2 separate regions of the Columba livia genome follow, and region 2 is linked to region 1. Evidence: chromatin contacts called from public Hi-C data. All regions are on one chromosome and are shown on one strand. The core of a region is the stretch at or near the end of the contact, and the rest is flanking DNA. Distances in the headings are between cores, read along the strand shown. Region 1 overlaps RSPH9 (radial spoke head component 9). Region 2 holds the start of MRPS18A (mitochondrial ribosomal protein S18A).

What was found. Hi-C and Micro-C count contacts between places; a contact is called where the count stands out from the background.
Region 2: a contact with region 1 is called in a Hi-C map of crop, with 1.6 times the contacts expected there. The contact joins the promoter of MRPS18A here to the enhancer-like site in region 1. A contact is called at or near these places in 2 of 2 Hi-C or Micro-C datasets (crop and liver).

What each region holds. Positions count from the first base shown.
Region 1 is chr3:87,239,566-87,245,249 of bColLiv1.pat.W.v2, reverse strand. The region is part of intron 4 of RSPH9 (radial spoke head component 9); the gene reads right to left. Among named protein-coding and RNA genes, the nearest start is that of RSPH9, 9.9 kb to the right of the region's middle. Within about 2 kb of position 3,974, at least 2 of the 3 cell types and tissues checked have an H3K27ac peak away from gene starts, as active enhancers do.
Region 2 is chr3:87,270,573-87,276,276 of bColLiv1.pat.W.v2, reverse strand. MRPS18A (mitochondrial ribosomal protein S18A) reads left to right here and starts at 1,786. Exons shown (of 6, transcript XM_005503796.3): 1 at 1,786-1,996; 2 at 2,181-2,212; 3 at 5,666-5,704. The coding sequence starts at 1,897. All of the region lies in intron 4 of RSPH9 (radial spoke head component 9), which reads right to left.

The sequences.
Region 1 (5,684 bases), core at 2,725-5,224:
CCATGGGATTTAGCTTCCATTCCACTCCAACAGAAAATCCTACACTGGGAAGAGCTTCCTACTTCTAATTTGCTGCCTGTAGGGAACAAAGACAAATTGCCCAGCAGAGCAGCTGTAATGAAAGGTCACCTGTGCTCTGGCTCTCAACAAATTTCGCCACACGGAAGTTTCACACACAGCCCACCAGCCAGAAGGACACATCCAAATACTCTTATGTGGGCTCAAACTCCTTCATGCCACTTACTGACTGCAAACTAAATCTCTTTCATTTGCATGACACACCACCTGCACCCCATATGTTAGCACTCTTGTCAATATCTCCAATTCCCCATATAACTATTTAATAATAATTAAATAAAAACACAGACTGGTTGCAGGTTCAGTACTATTTTAAAAAGCCACCAGAGCCAGGAAAGCACAGCTTAAAACCAGTCAGGTGCTGCCAAGCAGCTCTCGCTTGGTCCTAATGCCTGCCACCTCTTTGACACACAAATACAACCATGCCCAAACCTCAAAGTAAAACCTACTTCAGAGGCTTTTTCTCTCCGTTATCCTCTCCCATTGGGGATGCCTCTGCAGCACAAATGATTATGACAGGCCTGGGCCTTTCGTTGACACACAAAATACCTGTTCCTGCTGACAAGGAAGATCCAGGGATTGCAATGTTGTCACCGGTGCACCGTATTCAGGTGCGTCCAAGTACTAGGTGACATTCAGGCCATACTTAGACTTCTGACAACAGTGCTGCTTAATCCAGTTGAAGCAGCCTTTGCCCTCAAACCCTCATTACCCCCCCCTCATCACTCTTCCATCATACAGACCACAAAAGTTCGTATTTACTGCTCAGTGAACCAGGTCAGGGAAACAATCTAGCTGAAAAATAGTCTAGCCAAAAATAAAGTTATTTTTCCAGCTGGAATCTGGCTACACAGCCAGCAATGCCAACACAAAAGAAAGGACAATACACAGACATAAATGAGCAGCAGAGGATGGGAAGGACTGAAAAAGCTAGCACAGAAGTAATGCACATCAAATTACAGCCTCCCTTATAGCCTGGTTCGTTGGCCCTTTAGTCCTAAATCCACCTGATAATTAGAATAGAGCTAGAATCCTTTTTACTTTTCTGTTGTTGTTATTAAGAAAAAGATGCAGACTTTGCACAGAAAGTATCCAGAATAAAGATTCAGAATGGAGCTGTGCGCTAGAGGAAACAGCGAGACCATATGCAATGAAAACTTAAAAGGAGTAGGAAAACTGATTAAAATCCCTGTTATTTGGGTTCTGAAAACTGCAATACAGATCACAATACAGTATCTTGCGTCTTCTGTGGTAAATTTAGAAATCTCTCAGAATGGCAAAGCACCCTCCTTCCGAAGCACAAGTTTACGCTGGATCTCGTCACACTCCATATTTCTTGTTCAGCTAGTCGCTGTGGAAACGTTTTTGGAGCGTGCCAGGAGTCACGTAGCATCTACCTGGGGAGCCGCTGCATTAATCCGTCACCTTCGTGGGCTTCTCTGAGCCCATTGGTTGGTAGGAAGAAAAAGGAGTCTCTTGCCCCTCCCTGCTCGGAATGAAAGACGCTTCCTCTAAATCTTGCTACAGGATTTCAGGCTCAATTCAGCTTCTTTGGGGCTTTTGTCACCAAACAAATGTGATGTCTTTGAAAGAAAGATTAACAGTTTGATGAAAGGATGCAATGGACAGCTTTGTTCTAGCCCGCTTCCCCCTAGAGCTTTCGGTCACTGTCACTTTCTTACCCACGGGAGAATATCTGTCTGACTCTCAGAGGAGATTATGGCCACCTTGTAAGATTTTGCCTCTCCTGATAACAAAGCTCTGGCCACTTTGAGGAGCTGATAATGATGAACAGCGGCTGGATTAGGGGCCAAGAACCTCACATTGATCTCTGAATTCTGAGAGAACACAAAGCAGTCGATGCAGGGATTCAAAACCCACCACATACTTAGAGCACATCCAATTCACTCTCCTGCAGGAGGGGCAAGGCTACAAGCCCTGTCAGTCCCCCAGTTGTATTTCTTACCTCATCAAAGTAGCAGGGCTAGTTAAAAGGGCTTAGGACCAGGAACAGATGGCACAGATTATAAACTGTCAATATTTTCATACTAAACTAGATACAACTCTAGCCCAAATTACCTGAAGAGTTTACCAGTTTCTGAGAAGACTGTCACACTGAGCATACCACACAGCACAGCGCAGCTGTGTCAATATTCAAGCTAATTCTGAACACTGAAGATGGCTAAGCATCTTCGAGTACCTGGGATAGCCCGTCTCCGCACAGCACAACTGCTCTACAAATACACCACAGATCAACTGCCATCAACTACACACAGCCACACACCCCTTCAGCATGCAGAATTTCAATCCATGTGATATTTGTGTACAGTAAAAAAAGACAACGCCTGTTGACTCCCTCCCTGCAGAAGTTCTATGGCCAAAGGGGCAGTGAACAGCAAAGGAAAGCTATATGCAGGGCTGGCACCGATGCCAACTGCTGCACAGGAAGAACTGCCACTCCTGACATGGAGCACCTTCAGAAATAGATCACTCCTAGCAAAAGCTCACCTTGTTCTGACTTCAGTGACACACAGACTGCCCTAGGCTTTCCCCTGCAAGTAATTTTTCATCATTCCCTGGAGAAAGGGTTTGGCCAAGGCTGACTGATGTGGTTGTAACAATTTCTGGTTCTAAGAGGCTTTACCAGCATTTCCCATCAGTTCAGCAAGAAGTTCATCTCCTTTTCATGTCCAATGAACCAAGAGCTGAAATGGAGATGGGGTCGGCAATGATTTCTTTTACTGAGGAGGAAAAACTTTAAATACAATCCCTGGAAAGTTGCTATGAAGACTCAGCTTCTGTCCTCATTCTTTCATTGCAGCAGTCAGGAGGGCGAAAAACTCCACCACAGCTCTCAGTTGATGGGCAGCCCTGCTCTGGTGTAAATTCATCCAAGGCCTCTGATTAAAACAAGCCCCCTGAGGTGATACAGACCTAGGGCCCAAAAGCAGTGAATGCACTGCTTTATTATTCATAGACACAAAGCCCAAGGAAAACAGACTCCTTTCCAGAAATCAAGGCAGGCCATGGATAGCCAGTCAGAAGCTATCTGGCTCTGGAGTCCTCCTGCTGTGCTGCCACATGGGAGGTTCCAGTCTCATCTTGAACTCCTGAGCTGGCAGTGCCCCCACTGCAGGAGGGACAACATCTTGTGTTGCTCCCAGACAACTCTCTTGGGTCACTGCAGGAGTGGCCTTATAGCCTCTAAAGGCTCCCCAATCCATACATTACTAGCAAAAATGAAGAGTGTGTCTGCTTTTGAATGATGCAGGAGACATGCTTATTTGTTTGTCTATGACCACTGCATGCCTGTGGTCACTAAGGATGCTAAGAAAGCTATTGAAAAGCCCAGTGACCATTCCAAAAATTGCCTAAGCTTGGAAGGGACAGAGCCTCTTCTCCATACCTGCAGTTCAGGAGGTCAGTATACCACACACAGTCTGGAAATTCAGGCCATACCTTCTCCTCAATATGATGCTGCTCCTGGTGATTTTCTTTCTCATTTTACTTTTCTATGGTTCCCTTTTCTGTGCTCAGCACTGACAATGCTGGCACCATAGTGCACTCTGCTGGAAGGTAGCAGCTACAGCTACCCTAGAATTATTTCTAGGGATGGCTGACTTCAGTTTTACCAGAGAAATTCAGGTACCAACGCTTTAACTAGTAACCCACTGAGCCAGCTGTTCAGATCAGTTCCCACATGTGAAAGCTGACTGTTTTATGCACATGGATCTGTTTTACTCCTTCTGTACCACTGTATTATAATGCTTGTTTGTCAAAACCGCTTCTATAAATGTCAGGTAACTCCATGGGATACTGTAGCTCAGTTCCACACATAACAAGCCTAAAGATCACCTCTCCTAACCAGGAACAAGGGCAGCTGTGAGCCGTGCTAGGTATTTTGGTTTACATTTTGGCTACCTCTTTTTATCCTTGCTAACACGAAACTCTCATTCATTATGGCTCTTTTAGTTTGGATTTCAGCGAGACAGCTTGAAAAGCCTTGTCCCCGTGTGGCTCTTGGCAGGCTAAGAAGTAAAGTGCTCTTGCTCTCAGCTTTCACAGAGCTGGGGAGGTGCTGCTTATTGTTAAGCAATGAAAGAGGAGGGCTCAGGTCACATCTGTGAAATGTTAGCGGAGAAGGGAGGCTGGGTGAAAGTAGGTGGCCAGCACAGCACAGCACTCCGCTGGATTTTGCAAGGCCACTGGGGAGATAGGCAGCCATTTGTCTTAGAGCCCTGATAACAGGCCGACTTGCTCTCTGCTGGCTAGCTGGGGGTTGTAAATACCTCTGCAGACACAGGCTCTTCAAATGGCTGGAGACGGAGGCTGATAGGGGATTAATCGCGCGGAGGCGGGTCGAAAGGGAGTTAATTAGCTCTGTTAATGCATGGAGATAAAGCAGGTTTGTGTCTCCTGGCCTTCTTCCTCCCTTTCTACCTACCTTTGGGGCATCCAAGATGGGGCTACCAAAATGTCCTGTGAGAGTGGCTAAAGGAAACTGTCTCCCACTTAGAAATGCAACCTCTCCATCTTAAGGGGCCCATTAAACACCAGCTTTTGCTAAACCACTAAAGAGCGTGCTAATGAAGCTCAGAGGACAGGAGGTTAGTGTTCTAACCCCAGCTACTGTTCAGCAAGCTTACAGAAAGGCTAGTGCCCAAAGTATTCAGCCAAGGAAATAGCCACAAATGCCTTTGTAATGCTGTTTAAGGAATGCTCCAAAACCACTGCACATTCAGGTGAAGAAACAGAGCTACAAACTAAATGGCTGTCACTTCCTCCACAGCCAAAATGGTAAAGAAGGCACTGTTCTTCCTCCTCTAGCTGAATCTCGAAACAGCAAGTAGGCAAGACTCACTATGATCCATCATGCCACTGTATACCCACTTAGAATGATGCTATAAAATCTCCCAGCATTACAGAGTCAGCAATTACATCTGAGAGGTCTCGGCTCCATGGTTTACTCTCTACAATGGACAGCAATCAGTCAGGAATCTCCTCAAGTCCTCTTTTGGGCCCATCACAGTTCAGGAAGCAAAGTCAGCTGTGCTTAGAGTCACTGCCTCAGGAACCCACTGTCACCTTTTTGTTATTGTCACTGACAATAAAAAAGCCCAAGCTAAACATCACGCTCCACAGCTGTTGTCAGGTTTACAGCTAGGTGTACCAGGAAATCGTCTGTTCTGAATTCCTACATACCACTGCCCATTAAACTGAACTCAGCTACTCATGTCTGTGACTAGCATTGGGCTAAAACATAATTCCCAAGACATCCAGCATGATGATAAGACACTAAGAGCCACAGACTCATCCATTGCACTTGCTAGCTGGTAATCATTTCACTGTTCAAACTTGCACCTAATTTTTCATTTTAGTTTTTCTGGCTGTAATTTTCAGCTGCTTGTTACTGCTATACTAAATAGATCTTCAGTACCCAACACTTAAACTCCATGGAGTATTTATACAGTGTAATGCAGTCATTCTCATGTTCTTTTCCATAAGATAAACAGCTTGAACTGTTTATGTCTCTCACCAGTCCTTGAATCATTTTGTGATTCTTTTCTGCAACTCTCCAGTTTTGCAATATGCAGTAATCCAGTTCT
Region 2 (5,704 bases), core at 537-3,036, 33 kb before region 1:
GAAACTGTAGGTTTTTAAGAAAGCAACTGTTTTCCTTCTTTACATTAAATTGTGTCACTTGAATTCCTTTAGAGGCAGCATTTATTTGAAAGCGAGGCAAGCAAGAGGAGTCCTCACTGAATCTGAACTATCACCATGCTGCTGATCTCTCCCTGTCTGACCAAAAGCCATCGTGCTGCTTAACTGCATCGAAAGTCCTATGACATGGAAAAGCTCTTGAACAGCCCCTAACCCTCTGACTACACATCTTTACCACAGTGAGCCAGCCCTGTGCTTACCAACTGTTGGTTTCTGTCCCGTGAAGAGAGTCAACCCTTTAGTTTTCCCCATCATGAGAGGCCAGGAAGCCAACAGAAGAAATTGCATTCAATTTAAGGCATTGAATAAACTCTCCTGTCAGGTTGTTGCAGCTAAACTCCTTCCGCTAGAATAAAACCCTCTATGTAAAGAAAACAAAATAAAACACAAGCACCTCATAAAAATGTGACATCACTACACCACTGAGCCTAGCAATGTTCCTTCTCCTCATAAGGAAGTTATCCTTAGACTGGATGGAAGTAAATATTTTGTTTGGCTCTTATGTTTAAGCTTTTGGACAAGCTAAAGATCGCCCTGTTTCTAGATATCATTATATAGCATAACACGTCGAGAAAGGAAGAAGTCTCTTCTGGCAAGCCTTCTTGCTCAATTTGTTCTCTGAATAACTGGGATGGCCCTATTTTCATTGCTTGGCACGGAGCACAAGAGCCTGGACAGGAGCCCTGCCTTCATTCCCACTTCTTTGGAAAGTCCCAGAGTTGAGTGCTCAGATCTGCCACAGAGAGAGATTTGTAAACTGGACTGTAACAAGAAGCACGTATAACACACAAGAAAAAGAGGGTAGAAGATCTCCTGATACAGGAAGATCAAATTTTATTTTATATTAAATTTTATGTTTATGCCACAATTTAAATTTTACACCACATTTTAGCAAGAAACTCAGGAAAACATACAGAAGAAATCACATGAGCACTGTTGACTGCTGATGGAATAGAATGGCATGAATGTCCATCAACACACATGATTTCCAAGGGATTTTATCTCACTCCATTAGTTTTGCTTCCTGCATTTTCTAAAGAGTTGAAATGACAAAGAAAAAGCAAACAAGTACTTGGGGAAACCCCATGAATGTCCTTTGCTATCGAGTACAGTTCAACTCAACCTGAAGGATGCTTTTCGTGACGATACAGCATTACCATCTAAAATGAATGGTTTGTTGGTATCTGAAGTCCCAAGTGTCTGACACAACCCCCTCAGCTGACACCTCCAGGCCACCTTCCACCAAAGGCAGGTGGAAGAAGCTAACAGATGGGGCATGCTAAGAAAGACGATGGGAGAAGTGATCTCTCAGCAGCCTACAAGCTGCCTGAGACCATCCAACGGCAAGTGATATTAAAAGAAAAATGGAAAACATGTAAACTGGACTGCATGGTTACAAAGACAAGCTTACAGCTTGGCAACAGGTTGCTTCAAAGCTTCACCTGCCAAATTCCACGAGCCAGTGCAGGCACATGCACTGACCTCAGCACCCCTAGAAGGTACAGATATGAAACAGGCACATTGGAAACAAGCCCCTTCCCTGCCCCCCACAGCTGGGCTGAAACACCCCCTGATGAAGGAGTCACCCCAGGGCCCGTGCAAACACAGAGGCCTCTGCGCCACAATGCTGAGGCTAAACCCCCCCTTGGGCTTTCTCTCACAGAGAGAAGACGCTGGGCAGGGGAACAAAACCCCTCGCTTCCTCCCCCTTCTCAGGTGCCAGGGGCGGGGAACTGCCGCGCATCAAAATGGCGCCGGCAGAGCCCCCGCCTTCCCGCCGGCGGAAGCGAGAGTGACGGCAGCGCCGGCGACGGGAAGATGGCTGCGCCCAGCCTGCTGCGAGGGGGGTTGAGGCGGTTGTTCACCGGGCTCTTCGGAAACGCTTGGGCCTCGCCGCCGGTCCGAACCCTCCGGGAGGGTGAGTCTGAGGGTGGCCCTGGGCGCCGTGGGGCCTCTGCGGGCTGCCCCGTTGCCTCACCGCGGTCGGGAGACACGGTTGCGTTCGCTGTGTTTCACCCTCTCCCCAAAAAGTACTGTTTGATTTAGACTGCATGAGCCTCATTTTGCCTTTTTTGTTTGTTTTTTGTTTTTTTTTTCCTCAGTCGTGGAGGTGACCAAAGGCAACACGACCATAGTAAGTCCCTGCGCCCCCTCAGTCGCTGCCCTTGGCGTCGCGTCTCCCTCAGCCTCCCGCCGTGTGTCTGCCCCGCCCGAAAGAAATAAAAAGAGGGTAAAAGGGTCGCTTTTCTGCCTGAAAGACATCTCGGGGTGTGTAGGCAAAACCGAGGTAGGGGTGCATTGTAGGTATGGGTTACTAAGTGGCATGGAGGGCTTGGCTGCTGAAGGTTGGGATCGTCACTGTGTTGCTGATCACGAGTGGCTCCAGTTAGATCCACCCGTCAGTGCCAGATCCCTCGCTGAGCTCCTGGTAAGCTTGGAAGTCCTGACCAGAGGCGTTTGGAACCCAAAACACAAGAGGCAGTTCTTCAAATGGGTTCATTTTGTGAAGTGGTGGCACTTGGCATTGTCTGGAGTGTGGGCTTGCATGAAGGAGGTTTGCCCAGTCACTTTGTCACTTTGCCCTGGGCCAGCAGCCCGATGTGACATCACAGGATGGCTCTGTACTGGCTGTGTGCCGTGCATGTCACTTGCCTTTGATCTGTGTTGTGTCTGTTAATTGCTCTGTGTGTGCCGCAGTGACCACAGGTGATGCAAAGCTTGTATCTTGTAATGCACGTAGTAAGAAAAAATCCTCAGTGAAACGAGTACTATCAAAGGAAGACCTTAAATACTAAAGGAAAACTGCTCCTGAAAAGTAAACATAAGTTCTGAAGCAACTGATAAAGAAAAGCATTTTCTTAGCTGTGGTTTAAGACAGGAAGGAAGAGGCCAAAGCAGTAGAATTTGCATTTTTCTTAATTTAACACTATCTGATCTGTTGCACTTTATCAAGAGAATTGTTTTGTTTTGTTTTGATTTTAGCAGAAGCACTGAAATTATTGGGGAAGGAAAGGAGGTTGCATTATTCTGCTCACACGACATATGCCAGTAGCAATCTCTGCCTTGGCTGGAGACAGATGACAGATGTTTTTGAAAGGTGTAAATACAGTGAGGAGAGTGGAGTACAAATTATTTGGGAATAGCTAGAAGACAGTGTACTAAATGCTAATCTCTATATATAAATAATAAGAAGGTGACAGACTTTTGCTTGCTGATGAAACAGCATGAAACAGTTGTTCATGCCTTTGAAATTCTGAGTTTCCTTCTTGTCATGTGTGTATTAATGGACATTGTCACATTTGAAACCTGAATGGAGCAGGTTACTTATGTTTTAGATATATAATATCAAATAGAATATGGCAGTTTGCAAGATTTCCAAAACTGACAGTAAGTATGATGGAAAGTCTCTTTCTCTTCTCTTCAAGTGCCAAACTACTAATCTTTGCCCAGAGACCTGAAGAGAAGAGCTTGCAGGCAGGCTCTGAAGTTGTTTTAACCAAAACAAGGGGAGAGTGTGAACATAACACAACACACAGTGGATTACTTTACTTGGCACTCAGTCAGTTTCAGAGGGGATGTAAATTATAATCAAGAAGTCCCAATACATTAGCTGAGGCTTGAATAAGAAAAGGTATGCATTGCAGTAGGAGAGGTCTCTAGAAAAATAATTCTTCCTGGCCCGTTGCAGAAGCATAAGGGAGATTTGGATATTTCTACTGTATAATATCTGACATCAGCCTAGGATCCATCAGTGTCCCTAGATGAGGAAAATCTTGTAACAAATGGTGTAAATTGACCAGCTAAAGGGCTGAAACATTTCTCAACATATCCTCCGGTCATTCCATTTATCCTACCAACTCTACATTAGTCTTTTCTGGACTCATCTTTCTATGTGTCTGTGCTTTTATCAGTATTGGAGGAAGTGTTTGACATGAACCAGATGAATGAATCCCAGAGAAATCTGGACTTCATCAGCATACTGAGAATGTAGTGACCCTATATTCCTTTGTAGTTCTCTAATAGAAGAATAATAACTGAGTGAGTTAACAATATGAAAGTCCTCGGTAGGTGGGTCATAGTTGCCAAATAATGTACACTGAAATTTATTTCCAGAAAAATTGATATTGACATGGAAATGAATAAAGATTCTGAATTCTAAGATGGAATTGCAATCAAAGTACAGTCTGAAGCCAGGCTGGCAAGAATCAAGATGAAATACACTGACTCCCCAGAATATAACTTTACTAATGAATAGAAAATTATATACTGGCCTTTATTTTATATTTGTAGTTACTTTTTGGTTTTTGTAAAACTGGCTATTCTACTTGTAGAGGGAGGAATCTTACTTAAAAATTGACAGTGTTCTATCTCTTTGAGGTACTGAGATGCTTGAACTACAAAATAACTTCTCTGTTTCCATTTTGCCACCACTAGACAAGAAAGACACAAATCCATGATATAAATTAGCTCTGACAGTTCAGCTGGATGCCAGTGTCCCAAACACACTTACAGAAAATGTCATGCTTTTCTCTTCCCAGATTTTCAGGCACAGACCCTGACAGTTCAATCTAAATCAGACAGCTTTTTTCTTAAAAGTAACATTGCATCCCACCCAGGGTTTCTTTTTAAACTCTGGTGCTTGTGCTATTTGATGCTGTCAGCTGGTGTTCAAAATCTGGTTTTAATTTTAATTTGACCAGAGGAAACATCCAAAATATTTTGGAGAAAAAAAGTCTTAGTTTTATTGTCTTTTCTGTCCATTCAGCTGCAATTTGAGAAAGCTCTCATTTCTATTCATAAGTCCTCAAAAGAAGACAAGCACGTATGTAGATGGACTTCATATTCCTATTATATCTACATTTAGAAAACAAATTTCTCAAGTTCTTCCCACACAGACCTTCTGCATCTGTTTGCATGTTACTTTTGATAAAACTTGAGTGTTGAATGTCACTGCTTTGTAGTGATATAGAAAAGATTGTAAAATGATCTCCTAAAGGAATTGTTCGGGGAATTAAACTGGATGGAAAAATATTGGTGTGTTTAAATTTGAAAAAAAAAAAAATCCTAACAGCCCTTTATTAAGTTTAACTTTTGCTCAGAATTTCCCCTGTTGCTGATTTATAATCTAGCGGGCCATGGCTTGTTTTGGCCCACAATGTGCATCTGCTGTTCTGTGACATTCTCTTATTCGCAGAAAAAAATGTGTTTTAAAGCTTTTGGCTAAGGGGCCACTACAGTTTCAAGGCATAATGGTTCAAAGCAGTACTGCAATAAGTGGAATTCAGGTGACTATGAGAACTTCACACTGACTGTGAACTAGTTTACGTTTACTAAAACTTATACAAGAATTTACCAAATGGTTCTTTATGCCCATTGGATTTGTTCTTTCCCCCATAGTCATTGTATACCCAAAGTGCTTGGTATATCTTTATGTAAATGGGTTGAATAATGCAGATACTGTTCCCCTTACCTCTGCGCAATACTGGTCAATATGTTGTGGACTTGATGACAAGTATTCCTCAAGTCACAGGTACAGGTAGAGGTCCAAGCTATGCCTGATCATGATGTCCTTCAAATTGCTTCCTAGATTGAAGGGAGAATTATAGAGGATGCTGAGACACCAACT